3 separate regions of the Mus musculus genome follow, and regions 1 and 2 are each linked to region 3. A link is a contact called in public HiChIP or PLAC-seq and promoter capture Hi-C data. All regions are on one chromosome and are shown on one strand. The core of a region is the stretch at or near the end of the contact, and the rest is flanking DNA. Distances in the headings are between cores, read along the strand shown. Region 1 overlaps Slc43a2 (solute carrier family 43, member 2). Region 2 holds the start of Ovca2 (candidate tumor suppressor in ovarian cancer 2). Region 3 overlaps Rpa1 (replication protein A1).

Evidence for each region. HiChIP or PLAC-seq counts read pairs in DNA pulled down with a chosen protein or histone mark. Capture Hi-C pulls out chosen DNA fragments and counts their contacts.
Region 1: a promoter capture Hi-C map of pancreatic islet shows a contact between it and region 3. The contact joins two enhancer-like sites. A contact is called at or near these places in 2 of 484 Hi-C or Micro-C datasets (CD8 T cells and cerebral cortex), 3 of 115 datasets of contacts at active chromatin or transcription factors (double positive thymocytes, embryonic limb bud and embryonic stem cells) and 1 of 9 other capture datasets (pancreatic islet).
Region 2: an H3K27ac HiChIP or PLAC-seq map of double positive thymocytes shows a contact between it and region 3, with 2.7 times the contacts expected there. The contact joins the promoter of Ovca2 here to the enhancer-like site in region 3. A contact is called at or near these places in 18 of 39 promoter capture datasets (3T3-L1-derived adipocytes, the C10 cell line, the HPC-7 cell line and 12 more), 1 of 15 datasets of contacts at CTCF or cohesin (embryonic stem cells), 4 of 484 Hi-C or Micro-C datasets (CD4 T cells, the G1E-ER4 cell line, bone marrow-derived macrophages and 1 more), 23 of 115 datasets of contacts at active chromatin or transcription factors (the 230-238 cell line, bone marrow-derived macrophages, craniofacial prominence and 14 more) and 4 of 9 other capture datasets (adipose tissue, liver, macrophages and 1 more).

The regions. Positions count from the first base shown.
Region 1 is chr11:75,561,612-75,565,699 of GRCm38.p6, forward strand. It overlaps Slc43a2 (solute carrier family 43, member 2), which reads left to right. Exons shown (of 14, transcript NM_001199283.1): 7 at 1,161-1,294; 8 at 1,380-1,582; 9 at 1,951-2,097. Among named protein-coding and RNA genes, the nearest start is that of Mir3971, 12 kb to the left of the region's middle. Within about 2 kb of position 2,715, at least 125 of the 459 cell types and tissues checked have an H3K27ac peak or open chromatin away from gene starts, as enhancers often do. A contact at or near this core is called in pancreatic islet, where this site is marked.
Region 2 is chr11:75,177,337-75,181,438 of GRCm38.p6, forward strand. It overlaps Ovca2 (candidate tumor suppressor in ovarian cancer 2), which reads right to left and starts at 1,472. Exons shown (of 2, transcript NM_027136.3): 1 at 1,276-1,472; 2 at 1-1,051. The coding sequence starts at 1,459. The coding sequence ends at 558. Dph1 (diphthamide biosynthesis 1) reads right to left here. Exons shown (of 13, transcript NM_144491.2): 7 at 3,957-4,025; 8 at 3,452-3,608; 9 at 3,225-3,325; 10 at 2,390-2,468; 11 at 1,837-1,977; 12 at 1,589-1,695; 13 at 307-1,051. The coding sequence ends at 1,606.
Region 3 is chr11:75,317,544-75,321,685 of GRCm38.p6, forward strand. It overlaps Rpa1 (replication protein A1), which reads right to left. Exons shown (of 17, transcript NM_026653.2): 6 at 869-988. Among named protein-coding and RNA genes, the nearest start is that of Rpa1, 29 kb to the right of the region's middle. Within about 2 kb of position 1,593, at least 33 of the 459 cell types and tissues checked have an H3K27ac peak or open chromatin away from gene starts, as enhancers often do. A contact at or near this core is called in the G1E-ER4 cell line, double positive thymocytes and pancreatic islet, where this site is marked.

The sequences.
Region 1 (4,088 bases), core at 1,465-3,964, 250 kb after region 3:
ACTTCCTCTTGCTCCTGGATGGTGGCAGAAGCAGACGCTCCTTGGCTTCTGTGTAGAATGCTAGCCTCCGCCCAGGGAGCTGGGCAGGTACATGCTAAGGCACTTAGAGGACCTCACGTTGGGATGAAATGGGGATGATCAAGACAGGCCTAGGGGCATGGGCCTGTAATGACAACTACTGAGAAGGCTGAGGCAGGAGGGCATGGAACGTTCAAGGGCAGCCTGGGCAAGTTAAGTCTCTACTTATCTCAGCTTTTTTAAGGACCATGAGTAAAGTTCACTGTTAGATAGTTGGCAAGCACATGGGAGGCCCCAAGTTCAATTTCTGGTACAAAGAAAAGAGCTGGGCAGTGGTGGCGCAAGCCTTTAATCCCAGCACTTGGGAGGCAGAAGCAGGTGGATTTCTGAGTTCGAGGCCAGCCTGGTCTACAGAGTGAGTTCCAGAACAGCCTGGGCTACACAGAAAAACACTGTCTTGGAAAGAAAAGAGAGTAGGGAAGAGGAAAAAAAAATAGAAAGAAAGAAATGGTATCAATTGGTGCTGGAATGCTTGGCTCTCTGCCCTCTGCCAGGATCACCACTAATCCTGCTGAAGCACTCTCCAAGTATAGCATCAATACCTGTTTCACAGAGGCACCAAAGGAGCTAAGTCAGTTGGTCTCCTGAGTGTCTGGAGCACCTGCCCTGTGTATACTTAGAGAAGTATCAGTGGATGAGGCCGGCAGGTTCCTGTCCTTGGGGAACTAGACAGTCAAACAGAATGGCTAGGCTGCCTGTGATCCCAACACTCTGGATGCGGAGGCAGGAGGATCAAGAGTTTGAAGCCAGCCAGGGCTACACGAGAACCTGTCTCAAAACAGAGGGGGAAAAACACTCAGAAGAAGCAGAAAAGTCTTAGCCAGGACTGTTTACTGTGACCCAGCAAGGCAGACATGACAGCAATAACTCAGTCACCTTTCAAGATGGTGACATTTGATTCAAATTGGATTCTAGGTTCAGACAGGTTGGGATTATCAGAGCATGGGGTTCTAATAGCCAAACAGCTCAGATCACAGGGTTGAGCCTCTCTATATGGCCCAGCACAGTGAGAGCTCCCAACTGTCCCCTGCCCAATGCCCATTCTGGTTTCCCATTGATAACACTGCTCCCTCTTCTGACAGCTCATCTACGACGCTGGCGCCTCCTTCATTGGCATCCTAGTGGTCTGGGCTGGCTGCTCTGGCCTGGTTTTTTTCAACTGTTTCTTCAACTGGCCACTCGAGCCCTTCCCAGGCCCAGAGGACATGGACTACTCGTAAGTTAGGCATGCTCTCTGCCCTACCCTCACACCAGCCAGGGACCGGGCAGCAACCTACAAACACCCTTCCTATGGCTGCTAGGGTGAAGATCAAGTTCAGCTGGCTAGGCTTTGACCACAAGATCACAGGGAAGCAGTTCTACAAGCAGGTGACCACAGTGGGGCGCCGTCTGAGCGTGGGCAGCTCTATGCGGACTGCCAAGGAGCAAGCCGCCCTGCAGGAGGGCCACAAGCTGTGTCTGTCCACTGTGGACCTGGAGGTGAAGTGCCAGCCTGATGCTGCAGGTACCCAAAACATGACTGTCCCTATCCAGGTTGGCCCAAGAGACCCGGGGGCAGGGGGAGGGTAGCTGCATTTACACTGCAGGTCTAGCCCACAGCCCCCTTGATTGGTAATCACTGACTGAGACTCTGGGTATCTTCTCACTGCATACCTATTCTGTCTTAAAGGGGGAGAGGGACCTGGTTACACTGAGTTCCGCAGAGCTTAGGGGGTCTGCTGATGAGCATCAAGACCACAGACCTCAGCGGGGCTCTTCACTGTCCCTCACCGCCAGCATAGTCCACACACTGAGCCTTCGTCCCTTCCCCAGGCCCTGGGTGCTGGATGGGCCATATTTCCTGAACCTGAGCTTTATGCCTTCTTCCCACAGCGGCCCCATCGTTTATGCACAGTGTGTTCAGCCCCCTCCTGGTGCTCAGCCTGGTCACCATGTGTGTCACACAGCTGCGACTTATCTTCTACATGGGGGCTATGAACAGCATCCTTGAGTTCCTGGTCAGGGGGGACCAGAAGACAGGTAAGTGTCCCCCACTACACACACACACACACACACACACACACACACACACACACACATACCTCTGGGCCTTCCTTGATGCATCCCTCCAGGGTAGGGCAGTGCTGCTACTCTCACCAGCCCAATAAAGCCCTCCGTCCCCTCCAGCTTATGTACTTTGTGACCTAGATCACATCAGTAGGGCTGTGAAGTTGCCGTGTCTGAGGCCCTGCTGGCTTGTCTTGTCACGGCCAGCTTGACTGTTCTTTCATGTCCCCATCAGGGTTTTCCCGGCTAAGGAGGGAGAGGACTGAAATAGCGCTGTGTTTCGGGTGTGGGGTGAATGCTTTCAGTGCCAGTGGGGAGGACTGCGGGCTGTCTGCTGAGAACACGACCCAGAGCCGAAGACAGCAGCCCAGCCCCACCCGTCACATCCCTGATCCAAAGGGACTAGCTTGGCACTTGGACAACCTGGGGGCTGAGGGAGGACCTTTGTCCCGACTGAGGACTACGGGTCAGTGGGGGCCTACTCTATGATCGATGTCCTGCCCTGGGAACCAGGGAAAACAGAGGCTTCCCAGGAACGAAGTACTCCAGTTGAGGCTTGTTCACTCTGGGAAACAGAACTGATAACCCACAGGAAAACAGTAGCAGGTCTTGAGCTGACGAGGGGCTTTGCTGCGCAGAGAAAGTCAGGACTTCCCCAGGCCTGGCTGAGTCAGCTTTAGTCATCCTGAGCAAGCAGGACAAACACACTCGGTGGCAAATCTTTGTTGGCAGTCTCACCGGCCTGCCACTTTCTTTTGTTGGCTAACTTGTTTTTACCCAGGGAAAGATAACGCAGTCCTTGCAAGGGGCCAAATACCAGTTATCCGCAGGGACAGGAAGGCTGGCTTTCACAGAGGGAAAAGCTCCTGGCAACTAATGGCTTCTCAGAGGGGAGAAGTGGAAAGAAGCCGAATGTAATGAGCAAAAAAAAAATCATGATGGGCCTTGGTAATGACCTCAGGGCCTTAGGAGGAGAAGACCTTAAGCTTTGTTTAATCTAATGATAGTTCCCTAACTTTTTTATTTGTTTGTTTTGGTTTTGGTTTTGGTTTTTTTCTTTTTTGAGACTGTTTCTCTGTGTAGCCCTGGCTGTCCTGGAACTCACTCTGTAGACCAGGCTGGCCTCGAACTCACAGAGATCTGCCTGCTTCTGCTTCTCGAGAGGTTGCAGGATCAAAGTTGTACACCACCACTGCCTGGCTATAATTTCCTAACTTTATACCCCTGGAACAATTTTTTTTTTTTTTTGGTAATATAGGGGGTCTTGATGGTAGAGTGCTTTCTTAGCGCTCATGGCACTTGCACCACATAAGTTGCACAGCGATGACTGCCTGTGATCCCAGCACTCAGAGGTGGAAGTGGAAAGGCAAGGTTCAGAGTCCTCTGAGGTTGCAGGGCACATTGGAGGCCTGCATGGGTTAGGGGCAGTAGATCTAGATGAGCCTTGCTCGCTGCTGTTTAGCCTCTCCAGGTACCTGCCTGCTTTAGTCTCCTGTAGCTATGACTACAAGTGTGAACCACCCTACCTAGTAGAACATTTTTTGTTTTTGTTTTGTTTTGTTTTGTTTTGTTTTTGAGATGTGGTAGACTAGGCTGGCATGGGACTTACTTGGTAGACAGGGTTGGCTTCAGACAGTAGGTGGTCCTCCTGTCTCAGCCCGGGACTGGAACTACGTCACACGCAGCTTAATCTTCTGGTATTTCACTGAAATAAAAAAACCTTTCGATGGGACCAACTCAGCAGGAAGAGATGCTTGCTGCTAGCGTGGAAGTAGCACACAGTGGTCAGGAGTTGGTTCTCTTCTTCCCCTGTGCATTCAATATCCAGCACTCAGGTGGCAGAGGCAGGTGAATCTCTGTGGGTTCAAGGCCAGCCTGGTCTACAGAGCGAATTTTATCTAGGGTAGCCATGGCTACACAGAGACACCCTGTCTTAAAAAAGACAAAACGGGGGGCGGAGGGGG
Region 2 (4,102 bases), core at 222-2,721, 140 kb before region 3:
AGCCAAGCAGAGCCTTGCCAAGTGTTTTCTTTCCCCAAACTCCTCAAACGTAAAACTTTCTGATTCTAAGTGACCAAGATATCTAGCTTCTTCAGTCTGGGACTTAAACTTCCACAAAAGGATGGTGACATGGCTCAGCAGGTAGAGGCATGACTTGCCAAGTCAAATGATCAGAGCTCAGAAAGAACCCACATGGTTGAATCAACTCCCCGCACTTATCCTCTGATCTCCACAAGTCTGCACCCATACACACAATAAGCCGAATTTAAAGATACAAAACAATAAATGACTTCCACCAAAAATGTGTCCTTGGGTTTGGTTTGGTGCTGCCCCAGGATCGGGGCAGCAGGAGAAAGGCATTCAACATCTAAAGCATCGCTTTATTGTCTGTCAGTCACAGGGGTGCCAGCCCCTGCCTGCCCACCCCTGTCTTCTCACAGGCTCTCTGGGCTTATGTGTGTCCTGAGAACTGACAGTTGTCTTAACTAGCCATGGTGAGGAGACAGGGGAGAGCTGCTGGACAAAGTGGGAGCAGTGCGGAGACATTTGTCCATCCTTCATTCTGCAAACTGGTCCAAGAACTTAAGGTAGGCCTGACGCTGAGATGCAGCTGCTGGAATGAAGTGACCACCGGAGTGGGTGAGGGTGACGGCTCCAAGGAATCGGCTAGCCAATTGCATACTCTCCTGAGAAGGGATGACTCGATCAGTATCCCCAAAAACATGAAGTGAAGGCAGTGACATGGGGCTCTGCAAGATAGGTTCCTTAAGGCCTCGGGGACAGAACCCCGACACAAGTATAATAAATCTTGGCAAGGGGAAGCGAGGATCGCCTGCCTGGCCCAGGGCACACACATAAGCTGCTAGTGCAGCCCCCTGGCTGAAGCCAAGAAGTCCATCAAACGGCCCCAGCGTGTCAAGGGCCCGTGCCACCGTTTCCAGGGCCTCCTGCAGACCCCTGCACACTGTGGACTCTTCCAGAGCAGAGAAAACATCGGCTTCCTCCTCAGAAAACCACCAGCCTCGAGGCTGCTCCTCCGGAGAACAGGGCCCTAGAAGCAGATGGGAGAAGAGCACAGGCCCAGGGTTAGAGATGGTGAGAAGAAAAAGGCAGAGCTTGGGAAAGTGCAGCCAGGGGACTTGGGGGGCGGGAGGGACCTGGAATGGCCTGGACACAGATAAAGGAGGAAACCTGGGAGCTCAGACTAGAGCCGGAGTTAAAGGCGCTAGGTGAGAACTGAGGTCCAGGTGTGCGAAGGGGTCCAGCAAGTCTCACCCGAGTCTGGACACGAACCCTCGGGAGCCGCTGCCTCGGGGACCGGGTGAGGTCCGCTGAGGCACACAAGCTCTGCCCGACCCCGCAGCGTCTTCCTCAGCGCTCCGGTCTTCTCACGGAAGCCCCGCTCGCTCTGCCGGAAGCCGGCTAGACACAGCACTCGCAGGGTCTGCCGTGCCGCCATACTGCAGACCGACCGGAAGCAGGCCTTCCCAGGCGGAAGTAGAACCGGCAAGGGGGCAGGGCCCGTGCGGGGAACACCCCTAAGGCGGGGCTCTCCTAAAACAAAAAGGTGGGGCGTGGCTGCAAATACCTGCTGCTCTGGCCCTCTCAGGGAGCCGGCGAAGTAGCCTTCTGGTCTGCGCAGTTGCAACTCTCACAGGCTGGGGCTGGAGAGCCGCCTCTGGACCCTTGCTGCACCTGAGGTAGCAGATAGATTCAAGTCTCTCTACTGCAACCTCCACCCGGCTCCCTTGCATTTCCCCCGCTGTCCTCAGGGCGGCGGCGGTGGACCACGTCACGCCTGTAGGCTGCCTCTCAGCCCTGCTTAAAGTGGGCTACCTTGTCAGATGCAGGCTGGCAGAGACCCCGAGGTGCTCGGTCCCGACCGTAGTTCACTGTCCATGGCCCTAAGGAGCTGCCAGAGTAGAAGTCCATGGGGTAGGGTTGCTGCCAAGAAATGTCCTTCAGGGCCACAGCTGCCTAGGGGAGAAAAGACAATGATATTCTTTCTCTCTCTTTCTTCTTTCTCCCTTCCTTCCTTCCTCTCTCTCTCTCTCTCTCTCTCTCTCTCTCTCTCTCTCTCTCTCTCTCTCTCTCTCTCTCTTTCTTTCTTTTTTTGTCCCTGCATTAGCAAATTTGACCAGGGTCTATGAAGGGAGTGTATTATCATCCTTCAGAAAGGAAGAGTGAAGTGAAGAGAGTCGCAGCTACACAGCGAGTCAGGTGTGTTGGCTCACATCTCCCAGCAACTCTTAAATATAAACAAAAACTACACAGCAAGATGGTGGCTCGATCTCAGAACCTGCAACCCTACGTGCTGCTTACCCATGCCAGCCATCTCACAACCCTCCCTCAACAGGAAATACAAAGATTTTCAAAATGTGGCTGTTACCTCGTACGGTGTCAGCAGTGGCTTGGGAAAGGCTGAACCCCAGTCAATGGAGAGGCGTGGACATGCCACCTGCACCCACCTAGGGAGATAAGTCAGTTAAGATGTGACATGAAGGTCACCTCTCTCTGGGGTACCACACTGAAGAACATAACGGTGTCTCAGTATCTCAGTATGTCCACTTGTCAACAGATTGCACTGATCCAACTATATACTGTTGGGAAGGTAACTCTGATTGCCCTGTAAGCCTAGGACTTGACCTTAACTCCCAAAACCATTGCATTAAAAGCAAAAGTGGAGCTGGACACACAGCTTAGTGGTTGAGGGAGCTGGCTACTCTTGCAGAGGATTCAAGTTCAATTCCCAACACCCACATAGTAGCTCACAACCTTCTAAAGTAAGAGGCAAAATTTGTGTGTGTGGTATATGATATACACTTGTACTCCAGCACTGACGAGATCCAGACAGGTGGATTGCTTCAGGGGAAAAGAGAAGGGGGGGGGGGTGGACACCAAAGCTTCACACAAACTAACACACATGCAAAAGAAAAAAAAATCCACCTTAATGGAATCAAACACAGCAAGGGGCATGTCATCAGCCCTTCACTCCATAAGCCAACTTCTGGGGACAGTTCAGTTGTAACTACCCATCTAGAACCAAGGTTTGTACACAGTGCTCTTACACTCATTCCCACCAGACTATGATGGCTAGACAATGCAGGCGGCCCATGGTCAAGGGTGGCCCCTGCTAGATAAGTTCTTGATCTGTGCTGGCCAGAACCTGTTTTCTAAGCTCCCGTTAGCTGGTCACCATACATGGGTAAGGTGGGGAAACTCACACATCCACCTCAGGAAGTAGACTGAGCTTGCTGGGGAAGATCTCAGAGAGCAACAGCCTCACGAAAGGAAGTCCCAAGTTTCTGAGCTGAGATTCCAAGTGCTGCCGAGAGAGGGAGGCCAGGCAGGAGCTTCTGAGATGAAGTGGCCAAAGCTAGACACCTCAGCCTACTGGTTTCTCCAGCTACTTTCCTGTCAGCCCCCTCCTCTTGATGCCCAGGCCTCTCACCTCCAGGATCTTGGGACTGCCCTGGCGGCCCAAGGTTCCCAGAATAAGGCCCCAGGATTTGGCTGAGCGTGCAGCAGCAATGGCTTCCTGGCGAGTGGCCTGCATGCGCTGATGGTCATAGTATTCTCTGGATAGGACTTTGCCATATGGGTCATACCTGGAAAAGTTGTCAGGATCACGGTGACAGCCCAGAGTCAGCTAAGTGGTCCCTGACACAAGATCTAAAGAGGGATTTAGGAAATCTGGCCCTAGTTGGAAACAAGGATTATTACTGAGATCAGTAACCATAGAGATCAGCCCTCCAGCTAGGGCAGGCAAGAGCAAGGGAGTGTTTTAAGAGCTTGGGGGTGACTCCCGGGTAGGCAACAGCATTCCTGGGTCTAAATTCCAGATGTGCCCCAGTCATTTAGTGACCAGGGAATGAAGGGGTAGTTCAGCCTAATGAGGGCCTCCAGGGCAGAGGCTCTCATCCTGCCATACATGGTCAGCCCTCCCCAGCCCATACCGGTAAGCAGGTATATTAGGGTTGGCAATCATGACAGACTCCAGATGAAAGCGGCCATCTCCAAGATACCTGCAGGGTGGGAAGAGTGTGTAAGTGCAGTAATGGAATAGCAAAGGGGGTGCCCTGGCTTACAGGTCCGGAGACTG
Region 3 (4,142 bases), core at 343-2,842:
AGAGGCTGCAAGGGTGGAGGGCAGGTACAAGGGAACAGGGGTGAGTGGGATCGGGGTGCATGATGTGAAACTTACAAAGAACCAATAAGTTAGGAAAGAGAGATGAAGACATAGAAGCCATGGCCAACAACCCCAGCACTCTGGAGGCAGGCAGGAGGGTCTCCATGCCAAAGGTAATGAATGCTATGTCTAAAGAGATGATAAAGTCCCATGAGAGTTACAAAGTCAGAGGAGAAACTTGGACAGAAAAGCCAAATGTAACAAATGCATGGTAGGTGGGGAAAGGTGGGGATTTAAAAGAAATTTCACAAAAAGGCACAGAATGTAAGGTGAAAGCGAGCGACTACCAGATAAAGCATCAACTAAGAGGAGTCAGGAACAGTGTATTTTAACTACCTTTATAAAAAAAATACTCGGGCTGGTGAGATGGCTCAGCGGTTAAGAGCACCGACTGCTCTTCCAATGGTCCTGAGTTCAAATCCCAACAACCACATGGTGGCTCACAACCATCCATAACAAAATCTGATACGGTCTTCTGGAGTGTCTGAAGGCAGCTACAAGTGTACTTACATATAATAAGTAAATAAATAAATAAGTATTAAAAAATATGCAATAATTGGAATTATTCTTTGCAATTCTACTATGAATGGAGTTTTTGTTCCTGTTGTTTGTTTTCCGAGCCTGTTTCATGTAATCCAAACTGGCCTGGAACCTGCTAAATAGTGGAAGATGACCTTGAACTTCTGATTCCCCTGTCTCCACCTCCCAAGTGCTGGCCTAGGCTACTCTGCCTGACTCAGGCTCAGTGAATTTTCAAACACTGCTTCAACCTTGACCCCTAACTTCCATCTCTTGGGTCCCATCTTACCCATTCCCAGACTCCCATTCTGTGGCTGGGGCTTGCTGGCTGGTGGTGTCGCTGCAGAGGCTGGGGAAGGGACTGCTTGCTGCTGCTGCTGCTGCTGCTGCTGCTGCTGCTGCCCATATCCTGGAGATCAAAACAGGCCAATTCAGTGCAAACCCAGTCAAGAGATTTCAACACCAGCAGTAAATACCTTAGGAAAACCCACCTTTGGCTCTTAGAGGAGCAGACTGCACCACGCTGCACACCCTGTGTCTGCAAAGGGCTCACTTTTTTGTCTGCGCATAGTAAAGACTGGTTCCATTTCCCTTTCAACTGTTTAGAATTGACAGCTTTCAGTTTTAATGAGGTTCTCCCTGAAGCCTTGCCCATTTCTCCTTCAAGAACCTGCAGTAAAGTCACTGGGCTCAATCTGTGATACTACCACTATTTCCATAGCAACAAATCGATGTCATCAACAGGACGGTGTGTTCGTGGCAGGATCCATTAGAAGAGAAAGCAGGGTGGTAAGGAAAACCTAAAAGCAGTTCAATTGTCTCTCAAGTGCTTTGGCTTCAAAGGAAAAGGAGACGTTTACAAAGGGTTCTACCCTTTCCCCCAAACAAAGCAACCTTATTTTGCAACTGACAGCTGGTGGAAAATATGAGTTGAAAGAGTCTCAGGTACCGTGAAGTGCTAGTGAACTGTCACAGCAGGGAGAGATGAGAACAGAGTTCAGAAGCAGCCGTGTCAAGGCAACAGGGAGATAAAAAGGAGGGGGACCGAGCACGCTTCTAAAGCAGCAAATAAGACGCGCCACCCTGTCGGAGTGTGTATTTGCCCTTCACCCTTTATACAAATGTTTACCAAGTTGAAGAATGTTAACATTGTAAATTGCCTACCACTATTTCTAAAATAACGAGTTTATGGGGTTTGATTTTACTTCTGTGATTGGCTCTGAAGGCTGAAGCCAGCCTCGTTTAGGCTGCTCACCTGGAGTGCTTGTAGATGACAAAGGCAGCTAAAAAAAAAAAAATGTCCCAGAGCTCCTGAAACACTAAAACTGGTGCGCACAGGCAGGAAGTCTCCCTTGCCACTGAGGCTCTCCCTTCTCCAACTGTAAGTTCTAACTCCTGCTGGGCCTCCTGAGGTCCCAACTCACCGGGCATGCTACATGCCCATGGAATTCATTTTTGGCAAAATTACTCTTAAGTAGCTCAAGGAATGAGACGTAATTGTGTTGCTGGAGACAAATACATTCAGCACAAAGTTGAGAAGATTAAATAGAATTGATTATGCTTTAGTTCATCCTACAGAGAGAAAAAGTGAGACACCTATTTACATAGGAGAGGGGCCCAGGCTACTGACAATGAGCCCTTCCTTTACAGCTCAGCCTTCCCATTATCACTCAACTCAGACACCCAGCCCAGTTCAGTCTATGTGAAGCATTTTTAAAATCAGCAAGAGAAAGGTGAGTTGCTCAGTAGTACACTGAAGGAAAGTAGAAATGAGCACACAGTGACCTGCTGCATAAGACACAGTTTAAAAGGTGACCTATCTTCCAGCGAAGTTCTTGCCTTCTTTAAAAAGAATGTGGTATTTGCTGGTATGTGCACCTCACGAAGGTGCTTGCAGCTATGTGGAGGGCAGAGACCATCCTGAGGGAATCGGGTCTCCTTCCACCAGAGTCCTAGGGATGGCACAAAGGCACCGGGCTTGACAGATGCCTTTACCTGCTGAGCCCTTTCCCCAGCCTCTCCTTTTCTACAGTCTCCAAATTACCTGAGGTAGGAGCCTCATTCTCAGAACCATTTCTGCTGCGCATGTCTGACTGAACTGGATATGGTCACTCGACTCAATTTCTATAAAAAGATAACTGAGGAGCCGGCTTGGTTGGTAGAGAAAACATAAAGACCCGAGTTTTGTTCCCACATGGGGCGTGCGTGCTAGAGAGGTGAGGACGGACTAGGCAGGGAGCAGAGGTAGGCAGATCCCAGGCCTCAATAGCCAGGCAGCCCAACCTGAGCTCTAAGTTCAGTAAGGGAGCCTGTAACCACAGAAGACACTGTGCCGTGTAACCACGGCAAGCGGCCCGCTGCAGTGGCATCTGCTCATAGCCACAGCTACCCAGGAGGCTGAGCCACAAGACTCATTGAAGCTGGAGGTCAAGGCCAGCATAGGTACCATAGGTAGACCCCCATCTCAAAGTTGAACAGTAAACATATATTTTACTACAATTAAAAAAACAAGGCCGGGTGTGGTGGCGCATACCTTTAATCCCAGCACTCGGGAGGCAGAGGCAGGCGGATTTCTGAGTTCGAGGCCAGCCTGGTCTACAAAGTGAGTTCCAGGACAGCCAGGGCTACACAGAGAAACCCTGTCTCGAAAAACCAAAAAAAAAAAAAAAAAAAAAAAAAACCAAAAACCCAACACATGTACCTATTCTAACATAGAATTTTCATTTTTTATAAGAATTACAGTTATAATTTTTAGTTGAACATAATACAATGATAAGTCTCCAACTGATAATCTGAGGCTGGGGGTGTAGCTCATTTAGTAGAGTACCTGCCTAGCAGTCGCTAAGTCCGGGTAGTCCCTTGCCTGTATCCCAGTGCTTGGGGAACAGGCAGAAAGAGGACCAGAAGTTCAAGGTGCTCCTCCTCTTCAGGTAATGAGGAGTCTGAGCCAGCCTGGGATGCGTGAGACACACCAGTAACAGCAACTACTGCCTGGAGTGCTCACTCTGGACCAGGAACAAGAGTTAAGTGCGTTACTCCCGTAACTGTCTGCACAATGATGGAGACAGTACGTCATCTTTAACATCTTTGGCTGAGAAGAGAAAACCTGGTATTCCTCAGCTCGTTCTGGCTAAGTTCATGTACTTCATCATCATGCAGTTAATTTGTAAACAACCAATCCTGGCAGCAATAACTCTAATTATATAGAACATAAGATGTGGTAATTAGGAAAAGCTACTAATCCACTTAATAGAGTAACCTTTATCTCTTGCAAATCTGGTACAAGAGACAGTCCCAAATCAAATGATGGCAAGAATTCCAGAGCATTGTAAATAGCAGCAATTGCCCTTCAATTAACGCATTGTAACGCAGCAGCTGCCCACAAGACCTCAAATCAATCAGTCTATAGCTAAGGAAAAATCTTTCTAAAGCCAAAACCATTCTACAAAGCAGTAACGTAGGCTCCGTTTATAATAACCTGTTTTGGGCCACCTGCAAATCAAGCTATCCCAGGAAGCCAGATCGTAATTCTTAGGCTCTGCTGGCTACACACTGGTCCCAAG